Linked DNA regions of Danio rerio: region 2 is linked to region 1. A link is a contact called in public Micro-C data. All regions are on one chromosome and are shown on one strand. The core of a region is the stretch at or near the end of the contact, and the rest is flanking DNA. Distances in the headings are between cores, read along the strand shown.

Region 1 (5,173 bases), core at 1,417-3,916:
CAGCTCTCCTCAAATGGCTCTGCAGCGAGCACCCTCTCACTCTTTCTCCCTGGTGCCACCTCAAACTCAATTAAGCACAATGGGAGCCATACAGTATCTTTTAGCTCTACAGCTCCTCGGCTATGGAACTCGCTTCCCTTGGACCTAAGGAGCAGTGAAAGTCTTCACACCTTTAAATCTCGTCTTAAGACCCATCTTTTTAAGCAGGCTTTCCTATGATTATCCTTTATCATGTTATTTTATACTTCAATGTGTTTGCACTTCAACTTCTCTCATGTTTAACTGTTTGTCTGGCATTGTTTTATTTTTTATTAATTGTTTTGGTATGTTCGTTGATGCTTGTTGTTAGGCAACCTTGAGTGTCCAGAAATAAATAAAATGAATTATTATCATTCATTCATTCATTTTCTTTTCAGCTTAGTCCCTTTATTAATCTGGGGTTGCCACAGTGGAATGAACCACCAACTTATCCAGCATATGTTTTATGCAGCGGATGCCCTTCCAGCTGCAACCCATCACTGGGAAACATCCATACACACATTTAGAAACACTCATTCCCGCTTATACACGACGACAACTTAGTCTACCTAATTCAACTGTACCTGTACATGTCTTTGGACTGTGGGGGAAACCGGAGCACCCAGAGGAAACCCATGTGAACGTGGGGAGATGAATTATTATTATAATTATTATTATAAAGGAGCCCACTGGGAAGTATTGTGTAAAAAAAACAACAACACAAGAGAGAAGTTCAAAAGAATTACCTTGTCCAGGCCAGTTTTCATTCGCTGTCGAGCGCTGTGAAGCTCCTGCTTCTTCTGGCCAATCAAAGATGAGAATATGCTCAGGAGCTCCAGGTAGCTCTTAGGTGTGACAGAGTTGTGGCGGGAAAGTTCCGCTAGGTATTGCTCACACTTCCTGGACACCATTTGATGGATTTCAACACACATCAGCGCCTGTACAGAGAGAAATCATTTTTGTGCTCATGTATACATTTACACTAGGAGTTAAACAAATTGATCTATTTAGATAATGACAGACAGATTGGCATCCACATGACCTGCTGTTTTTATTGTGGATTTTTTTGTTTAACAACCAGAGTGAAAGACTTTGAAAGACTTTTTAACATTTTTAAATGCGATACAATTTACAGAAATCATGTTATGTTTATGTGAAAGGGGCATATTAATCTAATTGATGAAGAAGGAGATGAACTTGAATGCCTTGTGATTGAGCATGCAGGTGTTTACAAGGTAACAAGATGAAAGGGGAATGGCGTGCATGTGCATCGGTGATTAGTAGTCGGGGGTCTTGCTGATTGGAGTGACAGTGAACGGGTGAATTCTGTGAATGGGAGTGGGAAGAACCTAGCCTGGCTGTGACAGGTTTACAGCATGCAGGCATTGTGACATGGCCTCTCAAGCAACATTGAACCAATGACTGAAGCATAAAAATAAAGTAGGCCTACCATACATATTAATGCTCTGTAAAGTACACATGTTATAATGGTATAAGAAAACAAAAAATACAATACCAGATACCAGTTGTTTGCTTCTGAAACATAATATACCTTCAAATATGTCCTCAAAAGTGCTTGCATTTGTGGTTTAGCTTTTAATGAAAAGGCATGAGTGATACAATAAAGTGCAGGATGTGCTTTATGATACAAATAAATTAATTCATTTAAGGAAAATATATTTAAAAAGTTATGTGAATTCATTCAAGTAACTTATTTATTTATTCAACTTACATTGATTTCTAAGTTGACAAAGTTTCTGTAGTTTTTTTTTTATAAATTAAGAAAAGGAAATTATATTTATCTTATTTTTTGCTGATCTAAAAAAAGATCTGATCTGATCTGCAAAGAAACGAAATGTAATCTGAATCATGAGTTTTCAGTTCCATTTTATTGACCAAATACAGCTGAAGTCAAAACTGTTAGCCGTCCTGTGAATTTTCTGTCCTTTTTCAAATATTTTCCAAATGAGGTTAAACAGAGCAAGGAATTTTTTTACAGTATTTCCTATAATTCTTTTTCTGGACAAAGTCTTGTTTTTTTAGTTTGCCTACAATAAAAGCAGTTTTGATTTTTTTTTTTAAATGTTAAGGTCAATAATATTATTAGCCCCCTTAAGCACTATTTTTTCGATCATTTTTTTCTCTGTGTCTACAGAGAAAAAACATTGTTATACAATGACATGCCTAATTACCCTAACTTACCTAATAAAATTAATTACCCTAATTAAGCCTTTAAGTGTTACTTTAATCTGAATTACTAGTATCTTGAAAAGTATCTAGTAAAATATTATTTACTGTCCTCATGGCAAAGATAAAATAAATCAGTTATTAAAAATGTGTTATTAAAACTATTATGCTTAAAAATGTGCTAAAAAAATCTTCTTTCCATTAGAAATTGGGGAAAAAATATACAGGAGGGCTAATAACTCTCTGACTTCAACTGTAAGTCATAAAACTGTGATCTGAATCATGAGTTTTGGGATCCATTTGACACACTCGTCCTTACCAGGCTCTGGATGGTCTTAGGATTGGACTCCAGTTCTGGAAGCTCATTGAGAAAAGATGTTGCTACAGACTCTAGTGCCTCCTGTGGCCAAGCACTGAACCAGTCAATAGTGCAGCAGTTTACAAGAGAGGGAAACTGTCTGAGGCGAGCGCGAAACACTTCCCCTACCGGACTGTAGATGGAGACAGAGAAAAGAGTTTACAAACTGTAACATTGCATACTATGTATAAATCATAGCTGAAAAAAAGATCTGTCTGACATATCCACCATGGCTGAAAATGAGATCTGTCTGACATAAGAGTAAACCTAATTTTATGGTTTTATTCACTGAAATGTGCATATATATTACCAGTGTAAAAGACCCTTTAATCAGCAAAAGGCCAACACACACTTGTAGTTTGTATGTTTATATTTTCTTCATACTAACCTCCCACTGGCATCTATATCTTTTGTCGATAAAAAGTTATATGCTGTCGTTCTTTAAATACATTTAAAATATATGACAAAAAGTAACTATATGAATTTGTAGCACTGATATATCTTAATATATAAAGATCAACCTCATGCAGAGGACAGTGTGGATGTTGCTGCGGACTCTATTGACGTAGGCAGCCATGAGGTTGGCTTTGGTGGGCTGCTGGCCCATGTCCTGAACCACCGGTTTCATAGCAGTGAGGATCCGCTCCTGTTCCTCTGAAGTGTACAGATTGGGCACGTCGCCTGAGTTGAGGATGTTGTTCACATCTTCCAGGAAAGATTCGCTCTTAATCTGAAAACCAGAAAAGAAAACACACAAAGAAACAAACAGACAAAAATATTTATGTTGAAGACTTGAGTAGGATGTTGCTGAAAAAGTGTGTGTGTGTTTGGAAATAGTGACGAGGTACAGATAAATCTATTAGGATAATTTATTTACAGACTGGAAAGTCCATTAGCCTAAGATCAGAGAAGTTTGTTATATGGCTTCTTTTACTCAGTGATGAGAACTTACTGAGGGCTGCTTTTACTGTTGTACTACAATCAGGGAAGTGCAAAATTACATTTTTTTTGCAGGGTTAATAATTTATTAATTAATAAAAAAAATACATTGACTTTAAATAGCTAGGTTAGGACTGTTATTATGTTACAATGGATTTTAAATAAATACACTTCTTAAAATAAAATAACTTGAGTACCAAAGAATCATATTTTAAACAAATGCTAACAATTCAACCCTGACAGAAATAAATGACAGTTTAGTCATTTAAAATAACATTTAATGTATTAACTGACATTAACAGATGATAACCAATTCATTTGTTTGAGTATTTTTGAATCTCTGTTAATGTTAATAAATAATCATTGTTATTCATGTTATTGTAATTATTAATATCAAGATGTGCAACGTTCGATTTTAGTAATGTATTAGCAACTGTTAAAATATATTTATTAATAAAACAATTAAATGCTTTAAAAGATTTTTGGTTTAGAAATATGCTAGTTCATTTTACCTTATGTATTTAACTTATTTACAAATTAACAAATTAAATCTGCAGTGTTACATAGTAAAATTGCACAATATTGCTTTTAGTGTCTTTAGCAGCTTTCAAAACTTTTTGGCCACCATCAGATTCGTCATTTTAGTATAATTATTTATATTTATTTATAATGTAGTATAACAATCTCTCGCTCTTCACCTGAGCAGTAATGGTATTTATAATGATATTGATTATAAAATTATATGATATTTACAGAAATACATTATATTTATAGAAAAAAAACTAAAACAGATGAAATGGACTACACAGAGTCCAGACCTTAATATACCGTAGTATTATAGAGGCAGTATGGGATTGTCTGGAAAGAGATTAAAAAAAAGTTTATTTGTGTACATATTTCTGTTTATATTTTAATGCAGAGACAAGCCTTATATCTGGAAGGTCATTAAACTTTTGCTAAAACACCAAAACTCTTGGGAGACCAAAACTTTTGCACAATATAAAATATATATACAGCTGGGAAAATAAGTATTGAACACGTCACCAAATTGAATTGAATAAAGGTGCTGTTAACATGAAATTTCACTGGATGTTGGAAACAACCAAAGAAATCCATATATGCAAAGAAAACAAATCGAGTTAGTTTACTAATTAAGTTATGGGAAATACAATGAAATGACGCAGGGGGAAGTATTGAACACTTGAAGAAAGGGAGGTATAGAAAGGCAGTGAAAGCCCAACACCTGAAATCTCTGAGTAGTTCTTCAGTAACCCTTTGCCCTTCCTCATTGTAAACAAATATTAGCTGCTTCAGTCCAACATCTGCATTATCAGGATGATGAAGATGAAACCAGAGTGGACGTTTCAGCAAGACAATGATCCAAAACACAGCCAAGAAAAATCAGAAAAAAAAAATCAAGCTGTAGAATGGCCCAGCCAATCACCTGACTTGAATCCATTAGATTAGATTTAATACAAAATAAAGATCAGATGTGATAGACGAGACCCACAGAACCATCAAGATTTTTACACTCTGTTGAAGTCTGTGAAAAACACCAGAGCAATTTATGCAACTTCATTCTCCATATGAGAGACGTCTTCAAGCTGCCATCACCATCAAGTATTAAATATGTTTCAGCAGTTCAGTACTTTCTACTTGTGTCATTCCATT
Region 2 (5,173 bases), core at 1,883-4,382, 110 kb after region 1:
ACCCAAAATGTACAGTAGCACAAACTTGAAATCACGCTGTTGTACCAAAGCAAGCAATTGGATCCTAAATATGGACCATGAGCCCCGGGTTCAACTTAAATTGTGGATCATAACAAGATTCATAAAGTACTGCACTTAAAAACAAAACATCTTCTTACAACAAAAACATCTTGTGGATTTGTATATGACATTTAAAAGACTTTCTTTTTCTATTCCTTCCTCCATAGTTATTAGATTACCATCAGAAATGCTTTCAAACAAATGATGAACATGACAATGAATTTTGTCAGTAATTCAAGTTTTTTTTTTTTTATTTGGTTCTTTGTTACAATTCTGTCAAGTGTTTTTAAAAATGCATTTCAATATGCCACAACAGAACAAAATGAGGTATGGACTGATTCATTTTCTCCCAGAGCTTATGTTTGATTTAGATTCAGTGTTTTTTATGTTATGTTATTAAACATTTTACAGAAACAGACAAGATTTTAGAGATGAAATAGGTTTCTTGTTTAATCAAAACAAGAAAAATGACATTAAGGTTTTGAATGAACTAGATTTATAAATGACATTGACGAACAAAGGGGCCAAAATGAGTGTAAAACACCTAAAAACTTGATATCCGGGCAATTTTTAACACTTTAACGATGTGTTAAAAATGGATCTAGAAACAAGAGCTAAATATTAGATATTTCTTTTAAACATAACCTAATAGTCTCTGGAACAACATATTTGCTTAACAGAAAATCAGCTTATTCATAACATTGATTCCCTATAATGAATAGCAGATCACTTGTAACCGTGGGGAAAAATAAATTAAATTAAAATTCAGTTTCTCTGGATTTCATGTAATTTTTGTTTTATTCTCTAAATGATAAAGACATTTCTTCCAAATTTAAAAACAAAATGTTGTCATCTAGATAGTTTTTTGCATAAAATAACAAAGATGGGCCTGTTTTCTTAAATGTTTGTATCCAATTGTTTGAAAACAATGGTAAATGTTTGATATTAAAGAGTTATGAAGTCGATATGTCAATAACATTTAATAAATTTCAATATTTTACCAATATTAGTCAATATTTGGTTCAATCAAACATCATAAGCTTTTTAATGACTTATTTTTTATCAGAACTATCAAATAAGATGCATATTAAAACTTTACCTAATAAATCAAGCGAAACTGAATTTAAGTCTTAATTTTCCCCCTTTCGCTGTATACACTTTATTAGGTACACCTGTCAACTGCTCGTTAACACAAATTTCTAATCAGCTAACATGGCAGGAAATCAATGCATTTAGGCTCGTAGACATGGTCAAGACGATCTGCTGCAGTTCAAAACAAGCATCAGACTGAAGAAGAAAGTTGATTAAGTGACTTTGAATATGGCATGGTTGTTGGAGCCAGACTGGTCAGAGTATTCCAAAAACTGCTGATCTGCTGGGTTTCATGGATAACCATCTCTAGGGTTTACAGAGAATGGTCCTGAAGGTCAGAGTAGAATAGCCAGACTGGTTTGAGCTGACTGAAAGGCAACAGTAACTCAAATAACCACTCGTTACAACCAAGGTATCCAGAAGAGCATGTCTGAACGCACAACAAGTGCCACTCCTGTCAGCTAAAAACAGGAAACTGAGGCTTCAATTCACTCAGGCTCACCAAAACTGGACGATAGAAGATTTGAAAAAACGTTGCCTGGTCTGATGAGTCTCGATTTTTTGCTGTAACATTTGGATGGTAGGGATTTGGCGTCAACAACATGGATCCATCCTGCCTTGTATCAATAGTTCAGGCTGGTGGTGGTGGTGTAAAGGTGTGGGGGATATTTTCTTGGCACACTTTAGACCCATTAGTACTAATTGAGCATTGTGTCAACACCACAGCCTACCTGAGTACTGTTGCTGACCATGTCCATACCTTTATGACCACAGTGAACTCATCTTCTGATAGCTACTTCCACCAGGATAACACGCCCTGTCATAAATCTCAGACTGGTTTCTTGAACATGAAAATGAGTTCACTATACACAAATGGCCTCCACAGTCACCAGAAATCAATCCAATAGGGCACATTTGAGATGTGGTGGAACGGGAGATCGCATCATGGACGTGCAGCCGACAAATCCAAGTGGTGCTCGCTGCAGAGCCATTTGGGCGAGCTGAGCTCTAGCGAGGGGGAGCTTGAGCTCCACCTTTTTTGCACTTGTTCTACGAGTGATGTCACTGGGGGTAGGGTTTGGGGTGGGGTTGGTGTATGCATTAAAACAGCTTACAGGAGGCAGAACGAGAGCTCATGCTCCCCCTCGCTGGAGCTCAGCTCTGCTTAAATGGCTCTGCAGCGAGCACCCTCTCGACAAATCTGCAGCAACTGCATGATGCTATCATGTCAATATGAGCCAATATCTATGAGGAATATTTCCATTACCTTGTTGAATCTATGCCACGAAGAATTAAGGCAGTTCTGAAGGCAAAAGGGGGTCCAACTCTGTACTAGTATGGTGTACCTAATAAAGTGGCCGGTGAGTTTCTATACATCATCAGCTGAAAGATAAGGCTTCTGGTTTACTCACTCACGCCACCTGCTGTTCGTACCTTGTATGCTAGACACATCAGCAACAGAACAATTTCTTCATCATAAAAGTGTTTAATCATACTCCAACAACAAAATAATTACAGGAAATGTATATAGATGCGTTATTTCAGCCTTTCTTCTAAAAACTGCTCAAACACAAAGTGGCCTGTAGTAGCAGCAGTACACAAGTCAAACAATCTGTGGAGCAAATAACCAGAAGATACAAACCAGGATGATTCAAATGAAGTCTAATGTTTCACAGAGCCAAGCGCAGACTCACCTGCCACTCATTTAGATCCCGAACCTCATTTTTAGGTCTCTCAAGTGCACGTTAATGTCACATTTTAATCACAAAACCTGACGTTTAAGAGCTTCCTGCATCTGTTTGCTTCACAGATTCTGGGGCATTGTTACATATGATCTCTTCATAGTCAAAAGTGGAGCTGTCTTTGCTGTGAGGGGGTGAAGTGAGGATAACATTAGCTAGTCGCTGGGTTTTCTGTGGCTGCTGCTGCTGTGGAATCAGTAGAGGATGCTGGGAGAGAGTCAGTGGGTGCAGTATTTGCTTCACCAGAGGGGGCACTGTCGTTGTCGTCTTCCTGAGGGTAAAGCTCAGGGTATTTCTGCATACACTCCTGCATACCCCGGAAGTTTTCCACACAATCGGAGCCCTTTATCTCCTCTTTGCTATAGTGGAAACATGAAAACGCATCCTTGAACTGCTGTCCACAAGGGCCACTGGCCATGCCGCCCAAACACGGGCAGTTCCAGTTTATGTCACCATTAGGTAGAATAAGACCTGTGGGATCATAGCAAACGGGTATTGTGGAGATAAATTATAGAAGAGATTTAAATGATGCTAGCTGATATGGCTGCACGATACTGGGAAAAGATCCCATGTTGTTGAGTATTACGAATTTTTGATAACTATATATAAAGATAGAAAAACCCCATGTTTGATTGTATATATAATCAACCTATTACACAAAAAATTGGAATATAAATAAATGTAATTTATCTAGTGCTGCGCAGAGTTGTAGTGATTAACTGCATCCAAAAAAAAGTTTGTTTTGGCATAATGTGTGTTTAAATTACTTTCAAGGCCAAAATGACTCATACCCCAGGGGTAAGAATTTTCTTGGGCTTGGCATGCACGCATACATGCGCGCGCATGCATGCACACACACACACACACACACACACACACACACACACAACTAAACAAAAAAGTTGTTACATAGCTATTTAAATTTACATATATAATATATACAGTTGAAGTAGATGTCCCCAAACGATGTTTAACAGAGCAAGTCATCTTTTGCAGTATATCCTATGGTATTTTTTTCTTCTCTAAAAAGGTATTTGTTTTATTTCAACAAGAGTAAAAGCAGTTTTATTTTTTTCAATAACCATTTTAAGGTCAATATTATTAGCCTCATTAAGCTATATTATTTTTAATCTTTAAACAAAGATACACCTAATTACCTTAACTTGCCTAAATAACCTAGTTAAGCCTTTAACTGTCACTTTAAGCTGAATACTAGTATCTTGAAAAAGATCTAGAATAGTATGCATCATGGCAAAGATAAAATAATGTAAAACAAGATAATTCTGACTTCAACTGTACATGTATATGATACAAATGATATAAACATTCTTAAATAAACATTTTCTATACACACACACACACTCTGTATACAGAACATATATGCATTGAAGTCTGAATTATTAGCACCCCCAACCAATTTCTGTTTAACAGGGAGAATATTTTTTTAACACATTTCTAATCATAATAGTATCTATATAATATAATAACAACTCATTTTTATTAACTGATTTATTTTATCTTTGCCATGATGACAGTAACTTATATTTGACAAGATATTTTTCAAGACACTTCTATACAGCTTAAAGTGACATTTAAAGGCTTAACTTGGTTCATTAGGTTAACTAGGCAGGTTAGGGTAATTAGGTAAGTTAGTGTATAATGATGGTTTGTTCTGAAGAAAGTTAGAAAGAAAAATAATTTTGTCCTTATGGTTTCTAAAAAAATTAAATCTGCTTTTATTCTAGCTGAAACAAACCAAATAAGACTTTCTCCAGAAGAAAAAATATTATCAGACATACTGTGAACATTTCCTTGCTCTGTTAAACATCATCTGGGGAATATAAAAATAATAATAATAATAATTCAAAGCAGGGACTAATAATTCTGACTTCAACTGTATATGAGCTTATATTATCAAAACAAACTTTTATTATCGTACTTCTCTGCTCTGCAATACAAATATTGCAATTATACTGATAATTTTTATCTAAATTGTGCCACCGTACAAGCTGATCATTTTTTCATTTTATTTAATACACGGTATTCTGGAAGAACAAATCAAGTTCAGTACTTACCGTGATCCTCATATGGATCATTAGGGTCATCTTCAACAAGTTCGGCATTACTGGGAGCTTCATGATCTTCCTTGGTGACAAATATGATGCGATCTTTACCTTGTGTGGGAAAGTAGTAAAAAATTACACACCATGGTTACACAATATAAATACTAATGATTCGACCACTCCACCAGTGTTGTAAATAATAGTAAACTACTAATC

What was found. Hi-C and Micro-C count contacts between places; a contact is called where the count stands out from the background.
Region 2: a Micro-C map of caudal fin shows a contact between it and region 1, with 8 times the contacts expected there. The contact joins two enhancer-like sites. A contact is called at or near these places in 2 of 18 Hi-C or Micro-C datasets (caudal fin and an unstated tissue).

Annotation. Positions count from the first base shown.
Region 1 is chr11:36,978,550-36,983,722 of GRCz12tu, forward strand. It overlaps dnah1 (dynein, axonemal, heavy chain 1), which reads right to left. Exons shown (of 77, transcript XM_068224387.1): 49 at 3,085-3,293; 50 at 2,525-2,696; 51 at 765-956. Among named protein-coding and RNA genes, the nearest start is that of mapkapk3, 37 kb to the left of the region's middle. Within about 2 kb of position 2,667, at least 10 of the 62 cell types and tissues checked have an H3K27ac peak or open chromatin away from gene starts, as enhancers often do.
Region 2 is chr11:37,091,074-37,096,246 of GRCz12tu, forward strand. It overlaps chchd4a (coiled-coil-helix-coiled-coil-helix domain containing 4a), which reads right to left. Exons shown (of 3, transcript NM_001003538.2): 2 at 4,970-5,068; 3 at 2,623-3,365. The coding sequence ends at 3,046. si:dkey-202e22.2 reads left to right here. Exons shown (of 11, transcript XM_073916939.1): 11 at 1-492. Among named protein-coding and RNA genes, the nearest start is that of chchd4a, 4.4 kb to the right of the region's middle. Within about 2 kb of position 3,133, at least 14 of the 62 cell types and tissues checked have an H3K27ac peak or open chromatin away from gene starts, as enhancers often do.